2 separate regions of the Hordeum vulgare genome follow, and region 1 is linked to region 2. A link is a contact called in public Hi-C data. All regions are on one chromosome and are shown on one strand. Each heading gives the region's core, a stretch centred on a gene start, on an enhancer-like site or on the middle of the called end of the contact. The rest is flanking DNA. Distances are from core to core; before and after follow the strand shown. Region 1 holds the start of LOC123427578 (putative kinase-like protein TMKL1). Region 2 holds the start of LOC123430698.

Region 1 (3,466 bases), core at 178-2,677, 140 kb after region 2:
TTACTGCATATTACCACATAATAAGTACATCTGTCAACTAGGATCAAATGTACAACTTACATGGCAAAATTATTTTCTATACTATCTTGTTTGGTTAGCATATTTCCAATTATTATAAAGTAAATTTCAAAATGTAACATAATTTTGTACACTTGTTGGGAGTTACTAATTATAATTGTTTTTTCAAGTAATATTCAGTCCCTAATGGACTACGTTCCATGTCTGACAGTTTTATTTCACCACGAACACTTGTTTAATAAATACTAGAACCTAAAAGTGTTTAAATGGTGCAACTACACCATATTTTGTCAAATCCTACCATAAGTATTTGTAGCTCGTTGTGGAATTCTGATTCTAGACAACTTGGATCTCCTAGAGATGGCTCCCTTTTTCAGACAGAAGGTCGAAACCCCGACCCTCTAAATCAATACAATCTATACAATTATTTTATTAAAGTTATTGCAAGGCAATGAAGCCAAGTCATCAATAACATAAGTACAAAGCACAGGCAACTATGGCATAATTATTATAAGAGATGAAAGGGCCGTTCGGAGTCCCTCCGCTCCGCGGCTCTGCTTCCAGAGCGGACGGAGCTCTAATTCAAATTCATGGAGCGGTTGTATGGATGCTCTACAAATTCTTAAATTTTATGGAGTCGATGGACTACCGAACAGGTCCGAAATCAACACGTTTGGGCGTGCCGACTTATTTCACCGTCGTTGTCACGTTGAGTCGTTGACGGTCAGGGCAACAATTTTCACCTTGGTTGTCGCGACCAACCACTGAAAGCCATGACATAAGTAAGAAGATGACGCTTTCAACAAGGTAACAAGGCAAGTTTGTCGCTGCCGAGCCCGGCTAATAAAGGTCAAAACAAGGGTTTTTACTCAGACATGACGCTTTTTCTCTCACCGCCCTAATGATGGATATTGCGAAAGCCACCCAGCGATACTCCATGACATGTCATGCCTAGGTTATAACTGTGGCAAATGTTAGATATTAGGTTACATATCGGCAGAACACATACACCTTCTTCAAACCAACTCTAACAGACACACTACTTTAACATCTCTGTTGGACCGGTCGACGAGGACGTGAGCGCACTAAAAAGTTATTTTTTCAACATTTCACTTATATAACGCGTCTGATGGAGTTGCTCTCAAACTACTCGTTGCGTCTAGAGTCCCTGGCGACGGTGGGACCACAACCCTGCGGTGACAAAGATATGGTCATCAGAAATTCTACATAGTTTTACAGTTTTCTTTTACATGAAAAATTCTAGCCATCACCTTTAGAAATATTTTAAACCAGGCCTGGCTAGCCATCACATGGCCCTACTCTGCTTCACATACAGGGTCTAGAGTCCACAGATGATGCAATCAAGTGTACTCTATGACGCACGCAATTATGAATGAAGTTAGGGGCCTCACAGATTTCAGGGTCCTGCTGCCCACACTATTCACGGGGTACGTCCATTGCCATCATGAACACACTTATCATCGACATAAAACCCAAAGTCCAAGCAAAGGAAAACAATCTCCCACACACTTCCCTCAAGACGAGAACCATCTCTTCTCAGCCCAGCTTCCACCCCCAAAGAATACCACCATTAGCTTAGCTGACACTGTCACAAACACACCAAGCGCAACAAAAGGGAGAGATCTCAACCGCAAAGGAAAGAATCGCAGAAAGGAAGGAAGGGCAGGGGAAGGTAGGAGGAGGAGGGAGCGCCGCAAAGCACAGACCTTTCCTCCTGAGGGCACCAAACCCTACCAATCCGCCGGGAATCCCTCCCCGGAGCCGGGCACGCCGCCGGGGCGGAGCAATGCCGAGGGCGCTCGTCAATGCCGTCCTCTTCACGGTCCTGGGCGTCGTGGCCGCGCTCTTCCTCTGCTACTCCGTCCGCTGCTACCGCCGCCGCCGCCGCCGCGGGCGCGCGATGGTGCTGCCCTCGCACGGGGCCCGGGCCGACCGCTTCCAGGCGGGCGGGACCAGCGCCTACGGCAGCGGGGTGGGCGAGGAGCTGCTCACGTTCCCCGGCGGCGAGGGGCTCACCGTGGCCGCCATCCTCGAGGCGCCCGGCGAGGTGGTTGCCAAGTCGGCGCACAGCACGCTCTACCGCGCCGGGCTCAGCGCCGGCGAGGCCGTCGCGCTGCTCCGGTTCCTCCGGCCCGTCTGCTCCGCGGGCGCCGAGGAGGCCGCGGCGGCCGCGCGGCTGCTCGGCGCCGTGCAGCACCCGAATCTCGTGCCGATCCGCGCGCTCTACGTCGGCCCGCGAGGGGAGAAGCTGCTCGTGCACCCCTTCTACGCCGCCGGCTCGCTCCGCCGCTTCTTGCAAGGTCTGCCCTTTACCTACGTTGCTCCACAGCGTGCAAATTACTTTCATCGCTTTGCTTTCAAGCCAAGTTTGCCTTGAGGAAGACTAATCATGCGAAATACTCCGTCATAATTAGCTTAAACTGTAGTAAATTTGATGATGTACTCCTATGTGCCGTCGTAATTAGCTCTACTTCGTCTCTAGTTTGATTTGATCGATTATTCCGCTCATCTGATTCAGATTTAGCAAGAGTGAATACTTCCAATAATGCTGCAAGGATTGAGCAACAGCCTTGCAGAGTGAATTTTGTTACTACCTCTAGCCATGTGTCTTCACTGCTACACTTTGTACTTTTGTCGTGAAGTTTACCAGACCACGGGGACAGCTCAATAGTTGATAAAGGTGTTTGTGAACTTTTACTGGTTGGAGTTGTTAGCTGGGACACTTTGCTTAGCATGATCTTCATGTTTCTCAAGGACATATGAAGATTGGGTCACCTGTAGCAAGCCTCATTTGATTTTCTTTGTTGATCTGTGCTGTTCAGATATATCAAATCAGTGTTTCTGGGGAAACACTTATTTCCGGACATATTTAATGATTTAGATTCTTATTAAGGGGAAATGCTTTTTACCCTAGAAAAATGAGAAATCCTTTCTTCCCTCAAAAAAGAGAGAGAGAAATGCTTTCTTATATGAAGTGTTTGCGAGACTACTTTTATGGCATTTATGAGGTTGATTTTTCTGAGCTGTTTGTGCTCCCTGCATCTTTCAGCTCTCATTTTCAGTGGAGTAGTTGAATTATATGCTCTTATTGAACATGCTTTATGTGTTGATCCAACAATTGGTCACATAAAGATGATGATTATCTTTTGCAGAAAATAATCTCTGTGGTTTTTGACTTTTCGTTGTCAATAACTTTTGAGGGGTATTTGATCTTTGTGAGGGTTTGAAAAGGACATGTCCAAAGGGTCCTCTTTGCTACTGAATTTCTTGTACGATTCCGAGCTGGTTCCCTACCACAATGCAGTACTACACGATTGCGTTGAAAATGTGTTGGTCTTTACGTTGGACTGCCGGTCTTACCATGAGATTTTCCCACTACTAGCGTCAACACGTCAGTAACTTTGCTAGTAACTGTCAGATCTCAAAC
Region 2 (3,472 bases), core at 436-2,935:
TCTACTTAACAGGAATGCGTCCCTGCTAGATAGTATATGTTTCATCTATTTCCTTTCACACGGAGGTCAACCTCCGTGTATTGAGGCATTACTGCCGTTAAACTGCAACCCTATTATTATGGAATAAGACTTATATTTACTCGGGAGAAAAAGGCAAATCTTATTTGGCGTTGTAGTTATAGTGCAATTTTCTTAACCGACGCTTGCAGCCGCGTGAACTCGGCTCGGCCCATATTGTCTTTTTTCTGTCCTAAAAAAGACCACAACTAAGATTCGATCCTAAGATTTCTCACACATTCGCACGACGCAATAACCATTCAACCATCGACCATCAGTTGTTCTGCTAGTGCTTCTTCCCTCTTTTCTACTAGCACGTCTTTTTCTTTTTTCCATTTCTTTTTCATTTTCTTTTTTTGCCTTTCTTTTTTTATTCAAAATGGTTTTCTTCTGTTTTTTACTACTTTTCTTTGTTCATTTTTTATTTTTTATTTAGAACATTTTTTTGGTTTTTGGTTTTTTTTCAAATTCGATGAACTCTTTTTAAAATTTGGTAAAAAAAATATGTGAACTTTTTTCAGATTTGATGAACTTTTTTCAAAATTATGATTTTTTATCAAATTCGCTGAACTTTTTTTCAAAATCGGTGATTTGTTCCCAAGATCTTTGAACTTTTTTCAAAATCGATGAACTTTATTACAAAATGATGAACTTTTATAAAATTCGATGAACTTTTTTTAAAACCGGTGAACGTTTTTTTTTAATGATGATTTTTTATCAAATTCGATGAACTTTTAAAAAAAATGGTGAAAGTTTTTAAAATTTGATGAAGGTTTTTAACATTTGATGAACTTTTTTGAAAATCGATGAACGTTTTTAGAAAATCAGTGAACTTCTTTTGAATTCAATTGACCTTATAAAAATTGGATGAACTTTTTCAAAATCCATGAAATTTTTGCAAATACCGATTTTTAAATAATTTTCAATATATTTTTCTTCTTTTTTATTAAAATCGACCATTGATTAATTAACTGGTCAACCACGCACAACCAAAACAGTCCTCGAGCGAGCGAGGGAACGATCACGCGGGAGCAAGCGAGCGAGCGATCAGGCGAGCGCTACATGGGCTGGCCACAAAACCAAGTTGCTGCAGGCTCCAGTTCCTAATCGAGCGCCCGCGGCGCTGATTAGGGACTCCTGGAGAAAAAAGTAAAACCTTGCTACACTCTATGGAGATATGGGCCGAAGTTTCACCCAAACATAGTTCTTGTTTGGATACCCTAACTCGGTTAGAGGTTAGAGTTATATCTTTATTCTGGACTAACTTTAAACTAACGCTAACCAAAGAGGTGTTTGAATGGCAGGGTTAGATTACTAATAAATTCACTTTTTTCAACCATTTGGCTCCTTTAACCAGGATTTGGTATGGTGAAGGCAGAAGGAAAAGTAATTTTTTCTGTGCCCTACCTAACTATAACCCAAATAAGCAACTTTTAGGTGGGTTAGTTTTTGAATGAATTAGATGCATCTAATCAATTATAATCCTCCTATTTGAATGTTTTGCAGTTAGTTCGATTCAGTCTAACCAACTCTAACTCTAACAGATATATCCAACTCTAAAACGACTCTCTTTATCTTATCTGGAGCATCCCTGAAACCAGCGGCTGACTGAACAACCCAGAAGTGGACGCACTTTGCACGTCCTTTCAGCACCGGCCCTGCTCCAAAGTCCAAGCTTCCAAAGCAGAAGAGCTCATCAGCAAACACGGCGCGAAGCCAATAGAACCGTCCACATGGCGAGACCCCTGCAAATCCCATCCGATAGAAAACATATCCCGAGGTAGGAGAGCCATGGACCATATACGGCCCGGGGCTTGGGCGGCGACGGCCTTCGGCAAAGCGCCAGACGCTACGGCCGTGCCGGCCCGGACCACCGTACGTCGGCTCCACCGCCCGCCGCCCCCAACGGATTACCATGCACACGAGACGAGTCCTTTTCCGTCGCCGAATGATTTTTGATCTAGCACGTTCCCGCGGCTTCCCTCCACAGTTGAACGTTGCTCTCGCCAGGATTAATTCGGCATTGCTAGTAGATTTTAAAAATCTCGTCCATTCTCTTTGTGGTTGCTTTGCCTTTGCACCCATAAATTCTTTGCCTCCTCTCCGTGTTGCTCTTGCTTCCCGACCAAGTCTGCAGCTTCCTCTCTTCACCAGCAAGAGCTCGGATTCCATTCCGTCCAGATTTCCTTCTCGGTCGCGCTCACAGACTAGACTAATAGCCGATCAAACAAACTCGGCCTTCCGTAGCCCGAGACTCCAAGCCACGCACAGATTTTCTTCATCTTTCTCCCGCAATGGCGGAGGCCGCTCCGGCGCAGCCGAGGACCGGCGGCGGCGATGTGGTTCCCGCGTGGTTGCAGCGGGCTCTGGAGCTCTTGTTCCCGTCCAACCTCGCAGCGAAGGCGGTGCTGTTCGCCGTCGTGGTGGCGCTGCTGCCGATGCTGCCCACGAGCCAGGGCCCCGGGATCTGGGACCTGCCGCACATCCTCCTGCTCGGCCTCGTCATCTCCTACGGCGTGTTCGGCCAAAGGAACGCCGACGCCGATGCGGTGCCCCCGGTGGCCGCTCCCTCCAAGGTCGTCGACGACGACGAGTCCGTGGAGGCCTTCGTCTCCCAGATACTCCAAGGGCCCCTGGTCTTCGAGGGGAACGGCGGCGACGGAGTCAGCGGCGGCGCCAGGGACGGCGGCGTCCAGGCGTGGAGCTCGCAGTACTACCCCGACGATCCCCTCGTCGTCGTCGCCGACACCGGCGGCGCTGGCGAGAAGCCGCTTCTCCTGCCGGTGAGGAAGCTCAAGCCGTCGGCCGAAGAACCTGCACCGGGCAATGTAAGCGACGACGCCACCGATGAAGAAGCAGAGTTCCTCGTCTCCAAGGAGGGAACAGGATACAGCGGCGCGCGCCAACACGCCATGTCATCGCCGTCCTCCGTCCTCGACGCCGGCTTGACCCTCTCGCCGTCTTCGCCTCCTCCGCCGCCGCCTCCGCCGCAGTTTCCCGGCGGCGCGCGTGGCCTCGGGAAGGCCAGAGCAAGAAGCTTCAACGAATACGGGGTTGGAGACATGAGCATGGGCGGACACGCGGGCTTACGAAACAGGTTCCGGTCAAACTCCTCCATCCAAGCAACGAGGAGGAGCACTTTCACCGGCTACGATCCTGTAGCTCCGTCCGAAGATCAAGCGGCCGCAGACGATGAGGCTGACGAGATGGCCGCGGCCTCGGACGGCTCGTTCAGCAGCGACGACATGGCCAGGGACGGCGACGATGAACTCGACGAGGAGGAAGACAGCTACGACGAGGAGGGGCGGGAAGGTGACAACTCTTGCGACGAAGAGCTTTTTGAGCTGGCGACGAGGCCCGAGCCGGAGGAGGACGAGGTGGACAGGAAGGCTGACGAGTTCATAGCCAAGTTCAG

The links. A called contact is a pair of places that touch in the nucleus more often than the background predicts.
Region 1: a contact with region 2 is called in a Hi-C map of leaf, with 4 times the contacts expected there. The contact joins the promoter of LOC123427578 here to the promoter of LOC123430698 in region 2. A contact is called at or near these places in 4 of 6 Hi-C or Micro-C datasets (leaf and seedling) and 1 of 1 datasets of contacts at active chromatin or transcription factors (embryo).

Annotation. Positions count from the first base shown.
Region 1 is chr2H:597,402,268-597,405,733 of MorexV3_pseudomolecules_assembly, forward strand. LOC123427578 (putative kinase-like protein TMKL1) reads left to right here and starts at 1,428. Exons shown (of 2, transcript XM_045111658.1): 1 at 1,428-2,339. The coding sequence starts at 1,826.
Region 2 is chr2H:597,263,098-597,266,569 of MorexV3_pseudomolecules_assembly, forward strand. LOC123430698 reads left to right here and starts at 1,686. Exons shown (of 1, transcript XM_045114546.1): 1 at 1,686-3,472. The coding sequence starts at 2,352.